Linked DNA regions of Mus musculus: region 1 is linked to region 2. The links are chromatin contacts, called in public Hi-C maps. All regions are on one chromosome and are shown on one strand. The core of a region is the stretch at or near the end of the contact, and the rest is flanking DNA. Distances in the headings are between cores, read along the strand shown.

Region 1 (6,445 bases), core at 2,173-4,672, 210 kb before region 2:
TGTACTTCAGAACAAGTGGAAGTATAATGAAGCACATTGCACACCTGCCTTGAGTGACATCTCTACTAGCTGCTGAGAAGCTAAACAGTTACTTTGTAAAGAAGGATTCTTGGTGACATGCAAACCTTTTATGTCCTGATTCTTTCTGTGAACTCTTCATATATACTTATTATGTCTGTGTGTGTATATATAGATATATTATACATATGTATATTATTTATTTGTATGTGTATTAGCCTGTTCATATGTATTGCATTACATGCATGGCCCTTCCCCTGGAGGCCAGAAGAGAGCAGAGTTACAGATGGGTAAAAGCTACCTTGTGGGTGCTGGGAATCAAACTTGGGACCTTTGAAAGGGTAGCTGGCACTCTTAAGCACTGAGCCATCTCTCCAACCTTCTGAATTCTTCTTAATGGCAAAGAGGGCAGGTTCTTAAATGGTGAAACTGGGGTCAGCCAAAGCCTACAAGTGAACTTCTAAATTCCATGTAAAACGGTATCATTATTATTCATTTTGGTGTACATGTTCATAGCCTTTCCATAGTAAACCAGCAGAATACTTTAAAGAGTGGCCATACAGCCAACGTCTTAAACTCCAGCAAGTTTGGCAAGACCAAAAGGTGAGTGTTTGGGATGCCAGGCAGTCTGTAGCTTGAGTGCTTTGGTCAGTGCTCATGTGATGCCACTCACTGTTATGACTATCAATGCTCTCTGGACTTACATCAGCATCTGGCCAAGTATGCAAAACCCTTAAGACTTTTTTCCATGAGTTTTCTAGTAGGGCTCATTTGTCTTTCTGCTATCAGCCTTCCTGTGTGCAGAGGCTACATTCACAAAACAGTAGCAGAAGAAAGTGAGACTGGGGGAAGGGTGCTCTGCCACACTTACGAAGCACGTGGGCCCATATGAGCTGACACTAGATCCCTCCCCACACAAACTCTTTCCTCTTTGGTTTTCTTTTCTTTTTCTCCTTTACCCTGTAACCCCATAGCCTGAACTCAAAAGGGAGGTAGCTTGCTGGAAATCAGAAGAAGCCAGGAAGAGGTCTCAGTTGTAGAGAAGAAGTTTCAGTGAGACAAAGGGCCTTTCACATTCCCTGGGGCACTGTTTCAAAGCAACCAGCACAGATGTTCGGCTTCGGAACAAACGTGAATCACCAACCAGACACCAGCCCCAGTCACAGCAAAAATTAGTGGGCAGACATCACAATACATCCCACAGATCAAGGGAGCAAGGGGGCAGCGATGGCCAAGAGAAAGACTGAAGGGGGCTTTAACAAGTGAAATGAATATACCACACAAACCAGAATACAATCAGGAAGAAAAGGGAACCCGCAATGGTAGAAACAAACACATAAACAGTGTCATTTATCTAGGGCATTTCCTGTCTCTGCCTTGATCAGGACACACATTTCAAGTTTAGGCTTCTTTAGATTCAAGCATTATATAAGCAGTATAAGAAAGCTCTATAAAACATAGATAGAAGAAGAAAAGTGCCATTGCTAGTAGTTCAGTATTTTCTATCCACGTGTATGTATGTGTATATATGTGTACACACAATATGTCTATATTGTGTATGTGGATGAGTGAATGGTGTGCATGTATGTGTTGGGGGGGGTGGTTACCCACCATCACATGCATGCAGAAGCCAGAGGTCAATGGCAGATGCCTTTCTCGGTTGTTCTCTATTTACCAGGGTACTTCCAGGGCTCTCTGCCTGTCTCTACCCCTACCTCTACTCTAACGATGCACTTACAGACACATACTGTTTCTTCACCAAGGTTTTACATTGGTTCTGAGGCTCCAAACTCAGGTCCGTATCCCTCCACGGCAAGCAATCTACGAGCTGAGCTCTCTTCCCAGCCCCCATCTGAACATTTTTCATATTGATTTGAATATAGATTTTTAGAAGCTTTTACCATTCACTGTGGCTTCTAGAATTACAACTTCCCATGTACTGCTGAATTGTTCATCTAGCAAGCTATACCACAATTTTCAGAACCATCTTACGTTTGGTGACTGTATTTGTGATTCCAAGTAGTACTGGTGCTGGTGTAGTTAAGGTTGAACATCTACCATTCGTGAAGTTACATTGACATTTCAGGTGAATTTGGAGGATGCAGCATATACATTTCTGACTTTGTGAGTAGCCATATGCTTGTAAGGAAGAGGTTGTCCATGTCCAACACGAGGACTGGTTAAAGACACCTTCCTTCCAGGACAAGAGACCTATCCTAGCAGGCTTGCTCACCCATCTCCAGAGCATTGTATGCAGCCTCTCTACTTGGTTGGGCCTGCTTCTCCTGGTCCCATTGGCATCCCTACACAGCCAAGGGAATTTTGTCTAATATCTAAAGCTTTAACAGCTGTTTTCTGCTTAGTGGGAGATCTCTGCTGCTTGGGCAGTAGTGACATTCCTGGAACTGGCAGCCTTTCCCACTGCTGCCTCTAGTACAAGGCTCTATTCTAATATCATCTTGGATCACCTTTTCCAGGGATCCTCTCTGGCACCGCAGTGCCACACTGATGGCCGCCTCTCCTCTGTGCTCCCTCACAGTTCTTTATGTAGAACAATTGTTTTTGCTGTTCCCAAGAGCTCAATTCCAGAAACACCCATCCCATTCCAAACCCCAAAGATGTGGGTGCTTAGGTCCCTTTTATGAAATGGCTTAGTATTGACATGTAATCTCCACAGCTCCTCCTGTGTAACTCCAATCATTTTAGGGCTTATGTATTATATAAAATGCAACGCAAATTTAGGTACACAGTTACTATACTCCATTCTTTAAGGCACAGTAAGAAAATATAGTCTGTACATATTTGTTACAGATACATATTTCCCCAACTGTTTTCTAGCCACGATTGACTACATCCTAAAACCCATGGATATGCTGGACTAACTATAGCATGAGAATACCTGCAGGTCTCTGTTTAATTCTCCATTTATTTGAATGCTTCCCAATGCATTGTCATAGTCAAGGGAGGCAATATTACCTGTTTTTGTGTCCCAGATATTTGGGTCAGAATCTTGCAAATAACAGATCCTTTGGGAAAAAAGTGTTTCCTGAACCAATTAAAGACTACTGGCATCCACTGAAACATGTTTCTCCTGGCCTCTTTCTCCTTCTCACTCCCTACCCTTGCTTCTGTCATCTTTAGCATTGACTTCTGTTGTTGCCTTCAAATGGATCCATAAAGAATGTGACTTTCCTTGATGAGTCTGATGTGGTAATGATGTAAGAATAAAATCTGAAAGAAACACAATTGTGTTTTCCCTAAAACAAGCTTATGGAGTACCACACTACCAGCTTCAGTAGGCTTTGTGGTAAAGCAGGGTCATCATCTGCCTCACACCTCCTCTGACAGTGTCGCCTCTCATCCCTTGGAATCTTTGCTAAGCCAACTTTGGGCTGGTGACAAGAAGGAGCCAGCAGATGGCAGAAGGCACCACTGTTTCTCATGGTTTCCTGGCCTCCAATTTAAGCCCTTGAAGGAAGATGAGAAGTCAAACTTCCTGAGCCTGGAAGGAAAAAAATCAGAGATAAAGAAGAGAAGTGCAAGGTGTGCATGAAGCCTTTGATTAAACCAGGAGCAGCTCTGCCTTCAGGAATTCAAGCTGAACTGGGAGGCCACTGAATGGCCTTGCCATTGTCCCTAGGGGGATGCTGTCCTGACTCCCAATTACCTGCACAAGCCTGCTGTCTGTAATGAAGAGCCATAAAGCAGAGTCCTAGGGATAGGTCAGTTCTGATTCAGTGGAAACGGTCTCTAGCTGAGTTCCTTTGACGGACTCTAACAAATCTTCCCACTGGAAAGACAAACTCTATGAAAAAAGATTTAAGCGCTCGGGTCAGCAGAGCTGCACACTGCCCTGGGGACTGAGCTCCGCTTTTCCTTCTGCTGTCTTTTTTAAAGCAACTCACCGAGCATCATCTGCATCATTTAATCCTCACAGTTTGCTAGGCTTATTCCTTGTGACCTATTTGAAAGAGGGAAAGAACGAAGGCTCTAAAGTATACAACTTCATTTGAAGTGACCTCTTTTTTTTTTATTATTATACTGTTATATAATCTGTGCCCTAGGCCCTTTCCTCCACAAGGCATTTTTGTCTCAGAGTTTGTCATGTTGGACTGTCTTCCTGGGCTTAGTGATCTTTCTTCCTTCAGACCACAGCCTCCTAGAAGCAAGACTTATGCCTTAATTCATTTCTGTATTTCTAGAACCTGGAGCTGACTCTCATATCAGAACACACATACATAGTTGTTGGATGAATGCAAGAATCCCACAGTTGACATCTCTTATCTGACAGGCCGATCCACTTGGGTCAAAATGTTTGTCAGTCAAAGACTGCAGTGGAGTACTTGAGTCGAGCTGATCTAATCCTCTGACATTAACCTTCCTTCCCCATCCTCCCCACAACACCTGAGAATGCCACCCTAGGAGCATCAGTGTCTAGAGTTTGTACACATATTATATATATGTGGGAATGTTGTTCACACAACCAAAAAAAAAAAACCAGTCTCATCAATGTTCTATTAGAAAAGTTTTTCCCCCCATTTATACTTAGATTAACATCTTCAAACACTTGCTTAACATTTGAAAAGTAAAAATAACCATTTGACTATTTCCTTGATATTTACACTGGCCAGTACTTCTCTCTGGTCCTGTAGAAGAGAAGCTAGACAGGGATCCTCGCCTCTACTCACAGTAACAGAGATCCACATTTATAGAACCAACCGGTGGCTTTCCTAACGAAAAGCTTAACTGTACAAAAGCACAGACATCATGATGATGAGTCCATGCCCTAGGCAGAGCAGAACTTCTCTGGGCATAGTAACAACAGACTCGTGCCATGTTGCCTTGAGAATCCACTTCTAGAGTCTATGACTCTCCTTCCAGACACCATGAGGAGAAGTCTAGTGGTCAGCTCATCTGCATTCTAGAAGCAGCTTCCTACTGATGTGTTTTTCTTCCCCAGGAGGTTGGAAAGTTGCATTAATTGGCAATAATTCCACATAGACTTTACCAGGGATAGTGCTGGAATGCTGAAGAGCTCTGGCTCGGGGGGATCTGGCTTCTAGTGCCCACTCTGGAGGGAATACACCGAAACAGGGGCTCCCTGTACTCTGACCCCACACTTCAATATGAAATGGATCTGTGAGGGAAAAGATCTCTGGGGTGCCTCTAAGATGAGACGTCTCGTGGATGTTTTCTTAACAGAAAAAGATTTTTAAGTGTGAATCTGCAGTAATGGTGCCGAAGGGCACTCAGCAAACATTTAGTAGCACCCTCTCTAAAACAAGGCATGGTTCTTACTCTGTGGTTAAAGCAACATAGAAAAGGGTCCCTTAAGGAAGAATTAGCAATAGAAAATTATAATCAAAAAATGATATGTGTAGATAACATTAATGCCATGAAAAAAACCCTCAATAGTGTGCTGAGCACGTTCACCCTATATGGTTAAGAGCCCTCTCCTGATTCCCCACAGAGGCGCCATCTGCTTTCTTCAGATGGTATCTGAGCTAAGATAGAGCAGGGGTCGTGACAGGGTATCATTGGATCCTGCCATCTCTCCATTTCCACACTTGCTTTTAACTGGAGAACTGGGTCAGACAATAGTCGAGTCTATATTCTGCAATGATTGCTAAGTTGCTGAGTCAGCTTTTTCCACGCTTTTCCTCTTCTGCGAGTGTTACCGCCCCTCACAGCTGCACCTGTACCGATATCCAGGTGTTTGTTTGTGTCTATCAAAGCATTTGTCCTGTGTGACTCTTCTCTGCTCATTGGTCCCCAGGGGGACCCTGCTCCTCAAGAACATAGAACACCTTGTATACACATGCACACACACCCCCACAGACACACAAAGAGACAGAGAGACAGAGAAACATGATCAATCTAACACAAAAGTAAAATCATGATGTAGTCCCAAGAGTAAATTCTAACCTTCTTTCTGTGGCCCCCGACACATCTACTCACAGCACCCTTCCTCTGTTCTGAAGAATTCAGCCTCAGGCTGCTTTGATTGAGGAGCAGGCCAAACCCTAGTTCAGGAAAAGTGTTAAGTAACGATTCCTTGATGAATGCATAAACTCTGGCTTCTAACCCTGATTAACCTCTTGTTCATTGTGTGACTGTTTTTCTTATTCTCTAGCTTTGGAGTAAGTTACCTACTAGACAGTTTCTTTTTCAAACTACTATTTAAACAGCTCCCCTTTCCCCCACAACATCTCTCGTAGCTCTGTGCCATTTAATTAATTAATTTTTTTCAAAATTGCTTTCCATTCTTATCAACTCTAAGGCAATCTGTTGCACTTGCCAATGGCTTAACTAGCAGTGCCTGGCACTTGACTGGAACACAGCACTAATTCTTAGCAGCTGCCTGTTCTGTGGATTAATGAATAACTGAAGACCAGTGATGCTCCTGGCGACTCCCAAACGCCAAGCT
Region 2 (6,970 bases), core at 2,003-4,502:
AGTCTGTGCCAAAGTGAAAGAGAAACTGGAGGCTTCTAGCTATATAGTTTCAATTTCATTTAAGCTTGTGTCTTTTCAACAAGTGGTGTTGGGAAAGCTGGATGTCCAAGTGAAGAAAATGAAGATGACTTTTACAGTCTGTGCATAGCTTTGGACTGTATTTTGTCATGATGTTTGATTTTTAAAGTTTCTGTTTGTATTGTTGCCTTGAGTGTTATAAAATGTTGCTAAATACACTTTGGGTTGAAATTAGAATCACAGCTTCTAGATATCAGGAACTGCCCTAAAACTTTTGGGAATTTTAGCCTACAAATTTCTGTAAAGCAGAATTCAGACTTTGATGACTGTAAAATCCAAACAATGAACAACTCTGAAACATGTTGAAGATTTTATGCATATACTGTCATAGCAAATGATCCCCCAAATGTAATTTTTATACAACTAAAAGCATGTTCATTTTAGTATAAAGGTTTGGTAAAATTATACAGATACAATTGAATTGTGTTAATTTTTCATGGTTTATTATTTTTTAAAAATTAATTTAAAATGCAGGGACAAAGAATGGAACAAGGACTGAAAGAAAGGCCATCCAGAACACTGCCCAACCTAGGGATCCCTCTTATCTGCAGACACCAAACCCAGACACTATTGCTGATGCCAAGAAACACTTGCTGACAGGAGCCTGGTATGGCTGCCCCCTGAGAGGCTCTGCCAGAGCCTGACCATAGGAGCTGAAGGGGTTTGCAACCCCATAGGAAAACAACAATATCAACCATCCAGATCCCCCAGAGCTCCCAGGGACTAAACCACCAATCAAAGAGTACACATGGAGGGACGAATGGCTCTAGCTGCTTATGTAGCAAAGGATGACCTTATCTGGCATCAATGGGAGGGGAGACCCTAGGTCCTGTGAATTCTCAATGTGCCAATGTAGGGGAATGCTAGGGCAATGAGGCAGGAGTAGGTGGGTGGCTGGGGAATCTCCCTCATAGAAGCCGGAGGAGGGGGATGGGATAAGGGAGGTTACAGAGGGGAAATGGGGATGGGGATAACATTTGAAATATAAATAAATAAAATAATCAATTAAAAATAAGTAAAATGTAAACCTTTAAAAGAATCAATTCAAAACAGGCCAAAAATCTAGCCAAAACTATAAAATCTTTAAAAGAAAACTTGGGGGGCGAAAGCTTCATGACTTTTGTACTTGACAGTGATTTATGGATAATGACTTCAAAAGTAAATACAAATAAATTAGAATACATCCTTGATAGTTAGTCATAATTATCAATGGACTGAGAAACACCTAGACTAGTCGAGAATACACCTGGTATGTCTGTGAAGGTGCTTCCACAGACAGCTAGATTGGAGGTATCTGACTTAACCAGTGAATGGGTGCCTTAAAAAGTATACTGTGATGGAATTATTGACAGAGAAGATAGGTTAGAGGTGGGTCACTGGGAGTGTATTCTTGACAGCTCTATCCTGCCTGAGCCCTTTCCTCCATTCCTGTTTCTATGCTTCCTGAATACCATCATGGGACCTGTTCTTCTATGTAAGGTACTTCCAGCTATGATGAACAATATTTCTGAAAGTTTGAGATGTAATAAAATCCATCCCCTAAGATTTTTATCAGATATTTGGTCACAGTGATACACCAATAAATAAAACAATTCCAAAGTTTAAAACTGCTATGTGTCAAGCAAACATAATCAACAGAGCAAAAATATAACTATTGACTAGAAAAATATTTGCCACTTATGTGTATGAATATACTATATACAATACACAAAGATCTCTCACATATGAATACAAAGAATGCAGATCAGGAAGCTTGTGGAAATGTATATAACGTCATTAATGTTTATGGGAATGCAAATCAAAACCACAACAATATTTCTTCACATATTTATTAAAATGATTTCAGAGAAAAGAGAGAAAATAGCACATATTGGCAAGGATGTGGAGAAATCAGATCCCTGGTGCAATTGTCAATTGTCCATTGTCCATTGGTGCAGCTGTTATGAACAACAGTATGTCAGCTTCTCGCAAAATTAAAAGCTGAATTGTGTTATGATCCAGCAATTCTACTTCCAGGTGCATGCCCAAAGAATTGAAAGTAAGGTCCCAGATAGTTGAACATTCATCTTTATAACAGTATCAGTCACAAAAAAAAAAAAACCTCAAAAAGATGACAGTAATCCCAATATCTATAGGCAATCATAATCATCACTACCACCACCACCACCACCACTACCACCAAAATGCTCTTGTTACCGGAAGCCAGAGAAGAGCAGAAAGTGTAAGTTAATTTAAATGCTACCAATTTTTTTTCTGAAAGATGAAAAGACTGGATTCAAGGTTCTCTGAACAAGATGAATATATGCAACAATACTGAAAAGATTATACACTTAGAGACAGTTAAGGGAGTGAACTCATATTATTTATATTTTACTTCTGTCATGCCTTTCAATACCTGTATCATTAAGGGACAATAAGTTAAATAAAGACAGTTCTTTTAAGCTTGAGAGTGAAAATTCCACGCCATCATCTTGAGAGTATCTAGACCTTTTCCTTGGGTCCTGGGATATTCTAGACCTGGGAAAGGGGAGCATCCTCTCCACTGTCGCCTGTTCCAGTTCATAAACCTTACTTCTGCCTATTTCAAATAGTTATTGCACTCATCCCTGATTAAACTCTAAAATATGCAAAATACCCGAGGAGAGGCAGCTACAAACGAAGCATGATACCTAAGGGAGGGAGAGCCATGTTCTAGAATGTGTCGTGCCAAAGAACTAAAAAGTTCAAAATTGTTCTAGGGTTAAACAGTTCCAAAGCTAAGCCGAGATATTTGGTTTAAATTCTGAGTTCCCTCTTTGCTAGCTGTGGCCTTTTCACCTTCTTGTCTCAATTTCTCCATCCTTAAATGGGGCTGCTGATGTTATCGAAAGTCACTGAATTGAGATTATGAAGCTGGTGGCACACAACCAGCCATAAATAAGGAGCTCATTGATACTTGCTAACCACATCCGTGGGCTGTCATCTAATAACACAGCAAAGGACTTCCTAGGAATGAGGGACTTTGGGTTGCACTGCTCCGTAGGGTACTACCAAACTCAGCAAAGAGGATCCTACTTGTTTGGCTACTTTGTGAAAGTGTTCAAATCCCTGAAAAATACTCCTCCATGTGTGATGACTGAGAACAGATTGTGAAATGACGAGAAACTATGACGACTGCTCAGTTCCCTTGGCCTGGGCTCAATGCAGTTGCTTCTCCTGCAGCTTTAAACTGCACAGAGGCAAGTGGGAAGTGTGCCTGTTGTCATGGTGTGCGTGCTATGATTGTTGTTGGAGATAAATGCAGCATTTCAAGCAAATTTTATTTCAAAATTTAGAGAAAGAAAGAGATAGGAAGGAAGGAAAGAAGGAAAGAAGGAAGGAAGGAAGGAAGGAAGGAAGGAAGGAAGGAAGGAAGGAAGGAAGGAAGGAAGGAAGGAAGGGAGGGAGGGAGGGAGGGAGGGAAACACAGAATCAAACCCACATCCGAAGTTGAAGAATATCTGCTCTGTCAAACTGGAGCCATGCATAGAATCACAACGATGCTCTGAGCCTGAGCTGCATTACAAATGGGAAATGTTTTTATGAGGACCAGATGGAAACAGTAAATGTCCAGAGAATTCGAGAACATGTTAAAAATGAAAATCCCCATCCACACACAATAACCATGCCTGATGTGTGCCACTGCAAAACAGGGAAATATTTAGCACATAAACTCGCCAGGAGACTGTTTATCATTGAAAACTAAGCAGGCTTTAAGAGTTCCCAACTGGTGACAATTTGGCTACAAATCTCTGGCACTGAAGCTTTGATAACAGTAGTTTGACCTGAGCAAAAATTGATAAGACATAATACTTGATATTTATCACTGTTTTGATATAAGAAACTAAACAATGGTAAACTCTAAGTCTCAAACTTGACCAAAACACTAGAGGTTTTAATTAGTATAAGCTGGAAAACATATAAATTAATTATGTTCATATTAGGAATGTTTTTAAATTGGGTTGTTTTTTATTTGCTAATTTCTTTTGTACATCTGTTCACACTTCAGAAATACCCTAATTGTTTGACAAACAGTATGTGTGTGGGTTCCCTCACAGCCTATAATTTCTGTTGTTATATTATTAGATCCCTCTCTGACTGCCAATATCCAAATGGCAAAATCAGGAACAAAATAAGTCTATTCCAGATGCAATGAAAAGGCAGATATCTCAGTACTGAGGCATTTAAGAACCCCAGTTCAGCATCTACTTGCCAGTTGTCACGAGACATGGCAAATAAATAGCTATTGTCCTCAAAGAGGTTAGCTTAATAAAACAATGCCTGATATTTATTACCACACAATGACCTTCAAATGACATTTCTCTATGGTAAATATATATATATATATATATATATATATATATATATATATATATATATATATATATATATCCATGCTGCTGCTATTGTGTCAATAACCTGGCTGGAGCAGGCAAAAAGATATTCATGATTTTGATTTATGCTCTCCAATGGACAATTCTCTGACCATTTACTCAGTGGAGATTGTCTGCATTGCCATGCTGATGACTTCATAAGAGCCTCTGTTCCAGTGTGAATCAAAGAGACATAGTTCTAGTTAAAGTATAAATATTCCCTCACTACTGCCCTGCAGTGTAAAAGACTTACCCAGCTTTCTATTCATAGAAATAAACTTGAGGACTTTGTGGTTCTCCCAGTACATGACAGTACTGAATGAATGGGAGGGACAGGACTGATCTATAAGAAACAGTGAGGATGGTTACAACATGATGCCAAAGATTTATATAAGGAGCATGCATAAAAAATATATCTGATAATGAACGAGAATCTAGGAAGTTGTCAAGATATTCTTTTTTTAAAAAAAAAGTAATAGGTCTTAGAGGTTGACTTGTGAAGTCGCAGATGTGTAAAGGAAACAAAATAATATCTGCTTTCATGTTTGTTCTGCATGTCAGTTATCTGATCTAGCTCTCACTTGCACATATTAACTTTTATTTGCATAGTGAATGGAGTGGAGAAAGACACTTAGCATTTGTCTGTAATCTCATGACTAATGTGAACTGGAGTCTCCTTCCTATAAGATCACTATCTGTGCCTTGCTGTCACATATATGTCTGTTTGTGTCATATATAGAATACATATACTACTTTTACACATAGAATTACCACTTTGGGGATGGTGTCGTTATAATTACCATTTTATCTGTCATAGTGTATCTTAAAGTCTCATTTTCCTCTCTCATTCAACTTGAGAACTTAGGTCTTAAAAACAGAAGCTACCCAAACAGTCAGAGAACACAGAGTCCTGTGCAAGATTTCACAATTCCTACCCTTAGCAATTAGAAAAATGGAATTGTATCTCACTGTGATGAGGAACCTGGGACCAGCGAGGGGCAAAATCCATGATATGGATTTAGAATGTACTGAATGCTACCTGTACAGATAGGATGTGGCCATAGCTAGAAATGTGGGGATCAACAGCATATGGATGCTGATTAAATCATGTGTCTAAGTCATGATCTAAGCAGAGAGTGTAGAGAACAATAAATCAAAACATGATCTAAATCCTTCAGGGCATCCCAACATATAGAGCTTTGAGGCCAGGGCAAATCTGATGAGAAAAACAGGAAGAGCAGCCAGCCTGTTTAGTATGACACTGATACCCTGGCAAACAAGCCAGGGTAGTGCTCAGCAAGGTGGATGATCCTTGTATCTCAGCTGTGGGTGGAACTCCGTGTAGCAAGAAAGCTAGCCAAGATGCCCGGTGCACAGACACCAAAACCTCCAAGCTTGCAGTAGCAACAGGAGGAAAAAAAAAACTGTTTAGAACTTTCTAAAGGGACTAACTTCAAGGGAGGGACCTAGGAGAGTGGCGTGGGAAATTACAAGGTTTCAGAACTAAGGTAAGAGATGGAGGATCTCAAGGAGCCGCAGAGAATGCTGTGCAGAACACAGGGCTAGCAGATCTGTGGACTGAGACAAATCAATAGCAAGATGCGACGCTGATGATGTGGGGACATCAGGGACAAAGGTTAACCTTCTTAGATGACTTCCTTTTTTCTTGAGCAATTAATCACTCTGGAGTCTGGAGTACTGCTAGCAAGAGACAGGTTCTGTAAGCAGATAGTAGATGTTTTCCAACACAGGGAAACAAAACAGTAGTGTGTGGTCAGAGGGTGATGCGGACTGTGGTAGAGGGTGAGAGGTCTGCAGATACAGGAGGCGAAGGGGGTGGGTGGTTCACTTGAATGAAAGGGTGAAAGAATGATTGAAGAGTTTGCTGATTGTGTAAGTAGAGACTAATGTTTCCTCTATAATGTTTATTCCCTCAACAGACCTATACACTGAGCCCCGTGAGCCAATGATGCTTAACTCGAAATAAATTTGCCAGGCCCTCACTCTAAGAAGACTCTTAATGAGGAGATGTGTGATTTTACTGGATGCCTCCCCACAAAAGTTGGGGGCTAGAGTTTAGTTACAAAGGAGGTGAACTGGGTTGAGGTCATTGCCAGAAATGTCAAACTAAATCTCAACACTTGGGCCAACTCTCAGTTCCCTAATCGCAGGAAGCCTCATATCACCAGTTATAAGTGAAGAACCTAGCTAAATGATAGAAGCATGTGATGTAATTCTCCGACTCATCCCCCCCTTTCAATGTGGAACATTCTACATACTGCTTTTCTTGTTCTCTGCTTTGGGAAAGATTTCCTCTTTACTCTCAGTAACAAACTACCTGGCTTCCTGCTAGTGTTCCAGATCCCAGCGTGATTAATTACCCAGGGAGATGTTTACCCTAACAGGAGCAGATTCAAATCTAAAAAGAAAGGAATGAAAGTGAAAACAGCACTTTAAAAAAAGGTGAAATTAGCTGTCTCTTGTGAGACTATGCCAGGGCC

What was found. Hi-C and Micro-C count contacts between places; a contact is called where the count stands out from the background.
Region 1: a contact with region 2 is called in a Hi-C map of forebrain, with 3 times the contacts expected there. The contact joins two enhancer-like sites. A contact is called at or near these places in 2 of 484 Hi-C or Micro-C datasets (forebrain and nephron progenitors) and 2 of 115 datasets of contacts at active chromatin or transcription factors (neural progenitor cells and stem cell-derived neural progenitor cells).

Annotation. Positions count from the first base shown.
Region 1 is chr4:102,478,273-102,484,717 of GRCm38.p6, reverse strand. The region is part of intron 1 of Pde4b (phosphodiesterase 4B, cAMP specific); the gene reads right to left. Among named protein-coding and RNA genes, the nearest start is that of Gm52668, 34 kb to the left of the region's middle. Within about 2 kb of position 3,422, at least 14 of the 459 cell types and tissues checked have an H3K27ac peak or open chromatin away from gene starts, as enhancers often do. A contact at or near this core is called in forebrain, where this site is marked.
Region 2 is chr4:102,272,198-102,279,167 of GRCm38.p6, reverse strand. The region is part of intron 1 of Pde4b (phosphodiesterase 4B, cAMP specific); the gene reads right to left. Among named protein-coding and RNA genes, the nearest start is that of Pde4b, 21 kb to the right of the region's middle. Within about 2 kb of position 3,252, at least 23 of the 459 cell types and tissues checked have an H3K27ac peak or open chromatin away from gene starts, as enhancers often do. A contact at or near this core is called in forebrain, where this site is marked.